Regions from separate parts of the Zea mays genome. Here all the other regions are linked to region 1. A link is a contact called in public Hi-C data. All regions are on one chromosome and are shown on one strand. Each heading gives the region's core, a stretch centred on a gene start, on an enhancer-like site or on the middle of the called end of the contact. The rest is flanking DNA. Distances are from core to core; before and after follow the strand shown. Region 1 holds the start of LOC103635310 (dynamin-related protein 5A). Region 2 holds the start of LOC100278401. Region 3 holds the start of LOC100280675 (60S ribosomal protein L37a).

Region 1 (3,119 bases), core at 615-3,114:
TCCAACCAATTACCGAGTCAACAAGCTAAAGGAAACCCATAAATCCTTTGCAACAAACAAAATCTCTAGGAAGCGAACAGTTGAGATGTGATAATGAGACGCAACAATGTACCCTGCTAAAGTTTGCATCTTACCATATGGAGAAAATATGCTTAAATGGATAGGGACAGGTGATATTTGCTTTGAACGGCCTGTTTCTCTGTCGGTTTCATCAGCTATCTCCTTCCTCACGGCAGCTGCAAGAATACAACTATCATTGTGTACCAAATACCATTTGGATAAATTGAGTTTACAGTTTAAAATTCAGACAAGTCTGGTTTACCATTGAAGACCATTTCCCACAAAACAAGTGTGAGTGTTAGTTCATGTTTAAGGAAAATACAGCAAACCAGAAGCTAGTACAGTAGCATAACTAATGCAATAATATAAAAAGGATGTTTCAATGAGCATCATGAAATTCAACTATAGAGCAGTCCTCAACCATAGGTGACAATGTAATTTGATATAATTATATCTCATCAGTCATGAACCATGCAGCTCCCAAAGGAAAAAGGAGCAGATGAATTACCAAAATCTGTAAATCTCTTTCTTGGAAGGTGCATAAACTCGGCGTATTCCCTGTCACCATCAATTCTGTGGAGCTGCAGTACCAGCGGCCGCCGGGTTACAATGCCTGCAGATACCGTTCCAATCACAATACTAACATATCAGAACACCTAATTCTAGAAGATAGAACTGGACTTCACAGGAGATACTTCTTGCCAAAACAATACCTGAACCCCTCGGTAAGAAATCCTTCCCAACCACGCTCTCCAACACAGAGGATTTACCAGAGCTCTGTCAGCAAAATTCAAACGTCAAACTACGGCATTGTTTGAATTATGCATGAAGAGATCGAAACGAGCTTATATATGTTCATGAAAACAACAGTCCAGTTTGAGGAATAGCATCGAACTACGATATTTATCACGGAAACATCACATGAGCATACTCGCATCCCTACTTGCTCACACTAGTGACTAGCTTCCCAACCAGACGGAAGTCCAAGACTCAGAGATTAAGCAATCACGCGAGCGGCTGGGCGCATCAAAACTGCTTCGGATTCAAAAATGTAAGTGACCAAAATCTAACTTCCTGGACTCCGAGAAATTGCAGATCCAAGCAGCGCCAGGCCGCATCAACAACTAACCATCGCGGTTCCACCACCAGCAACCCGCGAGATCCACCCCCACGAAGCTGGGGTGACAGCACCAGATCCGATCAGAACCAACACAAAAAAGCGTGCCATAGAAGGGAAGACGGGCACCTGTCCTCCAACGACGGCGATGGCCGGCAGCGAGTCCCAGAGCGTCGGGAGTGCACTCTCCTCTCCGTGGTCTCCGAGAGCCGTGCAGGCCCTCTGCAGCTTGTTGACGAGGGTGATCAAGTTATCCATGGCCGCAGCGCAGGGTGGGCGATACCTGGCCGGGTCGCGCCACGCGGCGGGGGAGGCGAGATCGAGACGCGGAGCAGGAGAAAGGAGGCGTGGAGGGGGGAGACGAGGCGAGGCCGACCGCCCAGCCGCGTCTAGGCGTCGGTCGTCGGGCTCGAGCTGTGGCCTGGACCCTGGACCTGGAGATGTTGCGCAGGCTAGCGACGGCCGACGGTGGTCTGGTCTGGGTGTTTGGAGGCGTCTGCGGGAGTTGATTTGGGACTTCAAAGGCTTCGTGGAGAAGAAATGGGCGTGGCGTCTGGCGTACCGGCGTAATTTTGGTGAAGTTTCTGTAAATTTGATCTCCTGAATTTAGTTTGAAATATGTGTTTAGTTCAGTAAAGTTTACTTGTAAGAACCTGAAAAATACCAGTAATTCAGCTCTGTTTGGACTTTGGAACGTATGATTTTTCTATAAATAAAACTTCTAAACTCTGTGTACAATTTCTATACATTTTTTGCGTTCTAAACGAGGACACAATTCTATGCCCAAAGATACACAAGGCAAGTTACAATATCCTCATCATCTAGAGCACCAAATTAGCTATCAAGTTCGGGCAATGTTTTGCCATCCAGCTTAAAGGTGTCAAAATCGATAAATTGTTACGACAATATAGTACAATTTCCAATGGCTTCTCTCTAATACACAAAGAATCTGTATGTTGGTGTTGATCCAGACGTCAATCACTGCGTTGAGAACCGGCGGCGGTGCTCTCTGCGGAGACACGGACGGTCTGCGGCCAGGGGTCGGACGATCCACAACCTGTCGTAGGGCTCAGGTTCCTGCCTGACGGGCTGGACGGTCTGCGCGTGCGCAGGGGCGGCGGTGTTCGCCGACAACGCCTGTATCTCGCTCCCGGGAGGGACCCTGTCGGGGAGGAGAGATTCTAGACCTTGTCTAGGGTCGGCAAGCCACCCTAGACACCTCTAATCGACGTAGAGCCGAAGAGAAGTGGAGAATTTGGGATAGAGAAGGGCTAAACTAAAGCTAAATTAGAACTACTCCAAATGTACAGGATAAAACGAGAAATATATTGATGATTGATTCGATTGTTAATGATTCAATCTATCGTAGCCCTCCACATATATATATATATATATATATATATATATATATATATATATATATATATATATATATATATATATATAGGGGAGGTCTGGACCCGTTACACGTGATTTCCCGAGCTAATTCCGCGGATCTAGCTAACCAATCCTGTAAGAAACTCGGAACCCAAATTGATCCTGTGCGCGCGTGGACCGTCCACGCCACCAGTGCGGATCATCCGCCCGGTCGGTTTTGGCGCCCAACATATGCCCCCTGCCTTTTAGCGGAGCTGAGCGAACCAAAAGCAACTAACTCGATGTGATCACATCGGTTTTCTTAAGCATCTTGCCACATACTAGGATGATACTGCTTGAGGAAACGCCTGTTTAATGCCTTGGGCAAGTCTTTGCCTTGTAGTGTTTGCAACAAGTAGGCGTTACCGGACATCACCTGTGTAACCTTGTAAGGGCCTTCCCAGCTTGGCGACCACTTCCCAATCGATCTTTGCTCCTTAGAGGCAAGACAGTCTTCCATACCAGGTCCCCTACCTGAAACGATTTAGCCTTGACTTTCTTGTTGTAAGCTTTGGCGACCATGATC
Region 2 (3,122 bases), core at 471-2,970, 290 kb after region 1:
GAGCGCCGTCACCGCTTGCTCGCCTGCCTCGGAGCGTCGTTGTCGCTCGTTCCTGGTGGAGCGCCGCCGTCGGTCGCCTGCCTCGAGGTGACACCGCTGCTGGCCCCCAGGATCACCGCCGCCGCTAAAACCTAATTCCTGGCGGCGTGGGGGTGTTTTTATAGTGGTGGCGTGGGCCGGATCGTGGGCCCGATGCACGTAATATGCGCAGACTATATTTGCATAAACTGATACACACATCAGCATAACTCGTATTATATTTTGGCGTAAGCAGTTAGGTACAATAAGCCAAAAAGGGTCCGGTGCGGTCGCGCACCTGGTCGGTACGTGGTCGGGGCTTCCTATAGTTAAATAGAGCCTAGGGCTCTAAATACATATACTATATATATATATATATATATATATATATATATATATATATATATATATATATATATATATATATATATATATATATATATATATATATATATATATCCACAGTCAAGCGCAGCAGCCTCCTTTCGGATCCCCGGCGTGTAGCACTGCAAAGACGTAAAGAGCATGGCAGTTGGTCAGAAGCTAGGGCCGTGCTCGTGCGTGGAGCCGTTGGTCGTCCTGGCCCTCATGATGTGGGCATCGGACGGCGCCGGTGCCTCTCACGACAGCGCCGCCGGCAGGCGAGCAGCAGAGCACCAGCGGCGGATAAAAAATAATATTTGAACGAATAAACAAATCAATCACAAAAACAAAAATCTAGAAAAGAAAAAAAATCTGTACGAACAAATCTACATAAAAATGAAAAATCTAGAAAAAAAAACAAATCAGTGATAAAGACAAAAATACTACACATCTATCATGGGGATCGAACCCACAACCACAGGTTATGAGTCTTACTATCTATCAACTAAGCTAGACGAGTTTTGTGGTTATAATTGAGCTCGGCGCCAAAATCTATGGCGCCGAGCTTGGTGCCAAGTCGGCGCCACGACGTCCGAGTTATGCCAGCGCAGCACGTACCTCGGCGTCATAGCTTATGGCGCCGAGCTGTGTTACCTCGGCGCCATAGCCTATGGCGCCGAGCAAAGGGTACAAAAATGACATTAAAATTTTTTAGGGTCTAAACGTGATTTTTTTCCGAGAAAGGGTCAAAATGCAAAAAAAATGCAGGCCGGTGGACGCGCGCATCCACATCGAATCCGCCCGTCCGTCAAGAATCCCGTGGCCAACATCCTTTCCTCTTTCCCCAAGCCAAGACGCATCCGATGACCCCACACGTCAGTGAGTCCCAGTCGGTTAGGTGGCCCGGAGAGGGCAGTGCCCGCCCAGTTGTTGCCGAGTTTTGGAGCAGTAATCGCCGTCCACCTCTGGAGTGATCAGATCACGGCCGTAAGCTAAACGAGGGCTGCCGTTTGGCTTATCTGGACTGCAGGGAAGGCCCACCTGCCTGTCTCCGAGTGACGTGGTGTCTGCTGCTGCTAGTGCTTTGCTACGGTGGGCATCCGGCGTTTATGTGTCTCAACTCAAATCTTAACGCTTGCTTGCAGTTGCAGTGCAGCGTGCAGGTCTAGGAGACGAACGGGTTCGCTTGTGCAAATCCCATGGAACTTCGAGCTAAATCACGCACCTATGCCTCTGCGCTGGGATTACGGAAATGCCCATCAGCGTCGGCGTTTACCACAAGAGTGCCACGGCCTCGCAGGGCGAGAAAAGGTGCGGAAGAGTGGAGGGCGTTGCCGGTAGAGTGGAAATGATAAAGCCTCGGCCCTTCAGGCTGGCTCTGCTCCTCCTCCTCCTCGCCATTGCTGTGCGTTCTCCGCCTCACCAGATTTCGCAACAGAACCTTCGTTCCCTGCCGTCTCTTGTCGGTCTGGCCGGCCGAGGTGGGTGATCTGTAGAGCGAAACGCCGAGCCGGGAGAGGAGGGAGGCCGCACCGGCGATTGTAGAAGCAGAACCGGTGGAGGAGTAGAGGAGGGCGCCGAATCGATGCGCGGCTCCGCGGACGCCGTCGTGGTTGCTCGGGACGTGGTGGCCTCGTCGAGCCCGTCCAAGGCCGCGTCGGCGTTGGACATGACGAGGTACGCGAATCCACCACCAATCCCGTTCGCCTGCCGCTGCAGCTGCAGCTGCAGCGTTGTGTTCGTCGGTGTTCTTTCCTGAGACCAAAGCCGCGAATTTGCGCTCTCGTTTCCGCAGTCAGTGGTTGTTGCCGGCTCCTGCGGGGCTGATTCGAACAAGTTTCTCCCTTTCGTGCCGTGTTCGCGGCCCTTCTCTGCTGTTCTCTTCGCAAGCTCTTCGAGGCGCCGTTTGATCTGCGGGCAGGCCAGTTGTTCTCGCGTCTCGCAGCCTGTGTCTCACCCGCCCACCTGTGCTGGTTGGTTCTTCGCTGGTCTCGGTTCGGTTCTCCATAGATTGCAGGTTTTCGTTCTGAATTATCCGCTCGGCTTTCTGGGATGATTATTTCTCTGCACAGATCTCTGAACCGTTCGTTTAACGTGGAGTCCTGCTGCGGTTTGCGAGCGTTCTGGTTTTCTGCGGTTGCAAATTCACGCAGGAAGACGAGATTTTGCACATCTTTTCATCCATGACTCCAGGTGCTGGACCTTACTCTTCCTCGATCCAGTCGCTGACTCGAATTCCGTCTGATTGATTCCCCTGCAGATACCCGAGGCTCAGCCCAGATGGCCTCCCGCTGCCCAATGGCAGCGGCAGCGGCGCGAGCAAGAAGCCTGCAGCGCCGGTGTCGCCGGCCCCCAGATCGAGCAAGGATGACGTGGCACCGGCCGTCGCCACCGACAGCTCCCGCATCGCGGCGTTCCTAGCCTCGACGTCGCTCGAGCCCAAGCCGCGCGCTCGCGCACCGCAGCCACAGCCGACGGCTCCTAACTCGGCGCCCACCGCAGCCGTCGCCGCGAACAGGAGCCCCGCGCGCGACCACGGCCACGGCCACTGCTCCGACCACTCCGATCCCGCCTCCCCGAGCTCCACCGGGGCCCGCGAATTGCTGCTCCGGTGGGGACAGAACAAGCGCATGCGCTGCCGCCGCGACTGCGCGTCCGCGTCGCCGCAGCGGCGGCAGGCGGGCGGCAAGATACCGCGCCGCTCATCGTCGCCGGCGGCGGACAATCTGATGCCGCCGCCG
Region 3 (3,239 bases), core at 505-3,004, 500 kb after region 1:
GGGTATTGTTGAGAAGGCAAATTCTGGCTGAGCAATAGTCTTGGCATGATCACAGCCGACTTTTTCCAGAATTGATACGACCCCACGGTCACAAGCGAGGCACAAAAATCCTCTTTGTCACTAAGAATTTATATGTCCACGTATTACATTGTAGATTTTACCGTTTATAAAGTGTAGTTTAAATATGAGTATAAGTATAGGTAAGCTGTTGGAGATGGTCTAAACAGAGTAGGGCTAGAGCTTTGTTAGGCTTCTGAATGGGTCTGGCAAAAAATAAAGATAACAAACTGATCTGTACCTTCACATGCACCGTGGAATTCCGCACGAGGTGTGTGTACCCGAAGAGGTTCCACACAAGAGGGGAACAAGGGCTTCCACCGTCAAAGGTGTTGTCGCTCTCAGAATGTTTTGGGGCCCCATCATTTCAAACTCAGGCTGCTCCGTGCTCCCTGCACATTTTCAGCTATCACAGATCTGTTGCCCTTCTGTAGGCTGTAGCATTCCACTTTTGCCCACCTTCAGCTTGACCATTGCGTGCTTGCTGAAATGCAATTCACCCGCTTCGAGCAAAGGAGACGGCATGACAGGGAGCTTTGGCTGGCTGCCCCTCACTCCCAGCATCACATTGACAGAAGGTCCTGGCAACTTTATTGTTTACATTATTAAAATAGATAGAGAAGAGTGTTTTTTTATATCTCGTTTTTCTCTCGTATGCCTTTTATATCTCGTCCTGTACGTACGTACTTATCTATCATACTACCAAATCTTCTATACTGTTTTAGTTTAGTAAATTTGATGTTTAAATTATTAAAATAGACAGAACAACGAAGAGGGAATCTTTTATATAAACACGACAAAAACATCTTCTATATTTAGAGAATTAGTTAGAGAGCGCTGCTTCAAATAGAACGGAAAGAATCTTCACTAAATATACCATATACAAAATAGTGAAGCCTCGTATCTCATCAATAATAAAAGATACTAAAATAGTATATTATCTTTGTGTTCAGTATAACAACTCCATCAAACCCAACATAGTTTTATCATAAGTTCGACAACATTAAATATTAAATGACAACATCATGCAATCACATCACACAAAATATAGCACTTGTAGCCCAAAAAAGAGTTCTCAACGACAATATACAACATTAGGATAGTAATTTAATTGTTCATCACACAATACTTAATATTTAAATATTTGAATCGTGTAAGGTGCTGGAGCATAAGGGACATCACTTATTCCTTCTCTTCTAATTTTATATGAATTATTTCTAATAATTCGGACTCGCATAGAAGCAGAGATAACATATTCATGCCTATCATACTCGATATAGATATAGTAAACTGACCAATAAAATACTTGTGGACATCAAAATTAGTCATATCCGTGCCTAATGGAATAATGCATCGTTTATTTCTATATGCTAGGTTCAAATTTCGGAGGGTGAAAATACATCCTAGTTAAATATCTCTTTTTTCTCTATTTTTTTTAGAAATTGTATCTTCATTCGAGTTCATATACCATCAATTAAACTGGCAGTAACTACTTCCCCCGGTTCGATCGAGGTCAGAGGTATAGTTTTGCATTTTTTTTTGGATTGAACAAAATATTTTAAAAAACGAATTTAAAAAAATAAGAAAATTAAAATCTCCGTGGTGTAGTGAGCCAGACCATAACACGCTTCTTATTTTCCGGCCTCAAAGAATGCTACACTGGCCTTGCAAACTTCGGGCCGCCAGAACTCTGGCCCAGAATCTACCGTCGACCAGAAGAGCCCTAGAAAACCCTAGTAGCATCCACAATTCCACATAACCTCGCCCGCGCCGCCTCCCCCACGAGACGCCTTCTTGCTCTCGCTTCCGGTGACGCCCGCCACTTCCTCCCCGACGAGATGGTACGTCGCTTTGGATGAAATTGTTTACTCTTGGGGCTGTTTTGATTCTGTTCGGCGTCTTTGAGAAATCATGACCTAATTAACTTGTTTAGCCTGTTAGTGCTCCTGCTAGTGCTTTCCGCAGCTGTCAGAAATCATTTATTCATAGTCTGACCGTGGGGATCGAAATTTAGCACTATTATGTGACTCATAGCCTGACCGTGGGATTTCGAAATCTGGCACTATTATGTGAATATTCTGACGGTGGGATTTCGAAATCTGGCAGTATTATGTTGTTTCGTGTTAAAATGTTTAATCTTGTTGCCGGTTGTACAGCCTCCATTAGTCCTTTTCGACCACTCCAAAACACATGTATCGGGATTGAGGTGCAAAACTCAATAGTTTTCCACACCAATTCGTCCCAATATATGTAGATTGGGTGGGTTAGCGTGCACCTAAACAAGCTCTACTGGCACTAAATAATTTTAATAAGTACAAGTGTGTAGTTGAATAGGTTACCGAAGTAGTAAGAATTCTGTGCTTTCTTCACATACATGCTTTGAGCGGTAATTACCATTCCACTCGAAAAGTTATGTAGCTTAAACTTTCCAACTAGATCTTAGCTATTGTTTACCATCTCCTAGTTTTGGGCAGTCGAAATTAATTTGCATAGGTTTTGCTCGTATAAATTGGTTTACTGGTTGCCTTGCCTCTGTCTATGCAATGTACCATGTTAACCAATGCAGAGTATTGTAGGTATCTGTCCATGTTTTCTAATTTTTTATGTTTTGTGATGATTTTGCAGACGAAACGCACCAAGAAGGCAGGAATCGTTGGCAAATATGGTACAGACACTGGACTATCTTTACTCATTGTTTTGCGATCCCATGTTCTTACCTTTGTATTCTGGTTGATAACTCTTTTGTTGTTGCTGTTATGTAGGTACCAGGTATGGTGCCAGTTTACGTAAACAGATCAAGAAGATGGAGGTCTCGCAGCACTCCAAATACTTCTGTGAGTTCTGTGGCAAGGTAAACTCATCGATTTTGTGATGCCTTGCTTTGATAATCACATGGCAAACTGGTCAATCATTTACGGTGCATTAGTTGAGTAACAGTTTTTTTTTGCTATTTTTAAGATGCACTATTGCTTATTTTTTAAACAATTATGTGCTATTGACTAATTCCTGTGTCTCCTTTTTTGTGGTAACAACAATGAATAGTGACCTGGTGAAATATGTTCTCCGACATTTGCAATAGCAATCTGTGATCGTCTTTCTGTCTTTCATATAGCTGTATTGATGTTATAACTTCTCTGAGATAGTTTATGCCTTATCTGAATTCTACTAGATAGTCGGTTAAT

Evidence for each region. A called contact is a pair of places that touch in the nucleus more often than the background predicts.
Region 2: a Hi-C map of leaf shows a contact between it and region 1, with 4 times the contacts expected there. The contact joins the promoter of LOC100278401 here to the promoter of LOC103635310 in region 1. A contact is called at or near these places in 9 of 25 Hi-C or Micro-C datasets (bundle sheath, ear, endosperm and 3 more) and 1 of 3 datasets of contacts at active chromatin or transcription factors (leaf).
Region 3: a Hi-C map of leaf shows a contact between it and region 1, with 3 times the contacts expected there. The contact joins the promoter of LOC100280675 here to the promoter of LOC103635310 in region 1. A contact is called at or near these places in 11 of 25 Hi-C or Micro-C datasets (ear, endosperm, leaf and 3 more) and 1 of 3 datasets of contacts at active chromatin or transcription factors (leaf).

What each region holds. Positions count from the first base shown.
Region 1 is chr8:67,940,749-67,943,867 of Zm-B73-REFERENCE-NAM-5.0, forward strand. It overlaps LOC103635310 (dynamin-related protein 5A), which reads right to left and starts at 1,865. Exons shown (of 16, transcript XM_008657794.3): 1 at 1,307-1,865; 2 at 774-837; 3 at 569-673; 4 at 135-236. The coding sequence starts at 1,435.
Region 2 is chr8:68,234,546-68,237,667 of Zm-B73-REFERENCE-NAM-5.0, forward strand. It overlaps LOC100278401, which reads left to right and starts at 1,721. Exons shown (of 5, transcript NM_001361336.1): 1 at 1,721-2,058; 2 at 2,642-3,122. The coding sequence starts at 1,967.
Region 3 is chr8:68,437,853-68,441,091 of Zm-B73-REFERENCE-NAM-5.0, forward strand. It overlaps LOC100280675 (60S ribosomal protein L37a), which reads left to right and starts at 1,755. Exons shown (of 5, transcript NM_001154551.3): 1 at 1,755-1,898; 2 at 2,664-2,722; 3 at 2,820-2,908. The coding sequence starts at 2,671.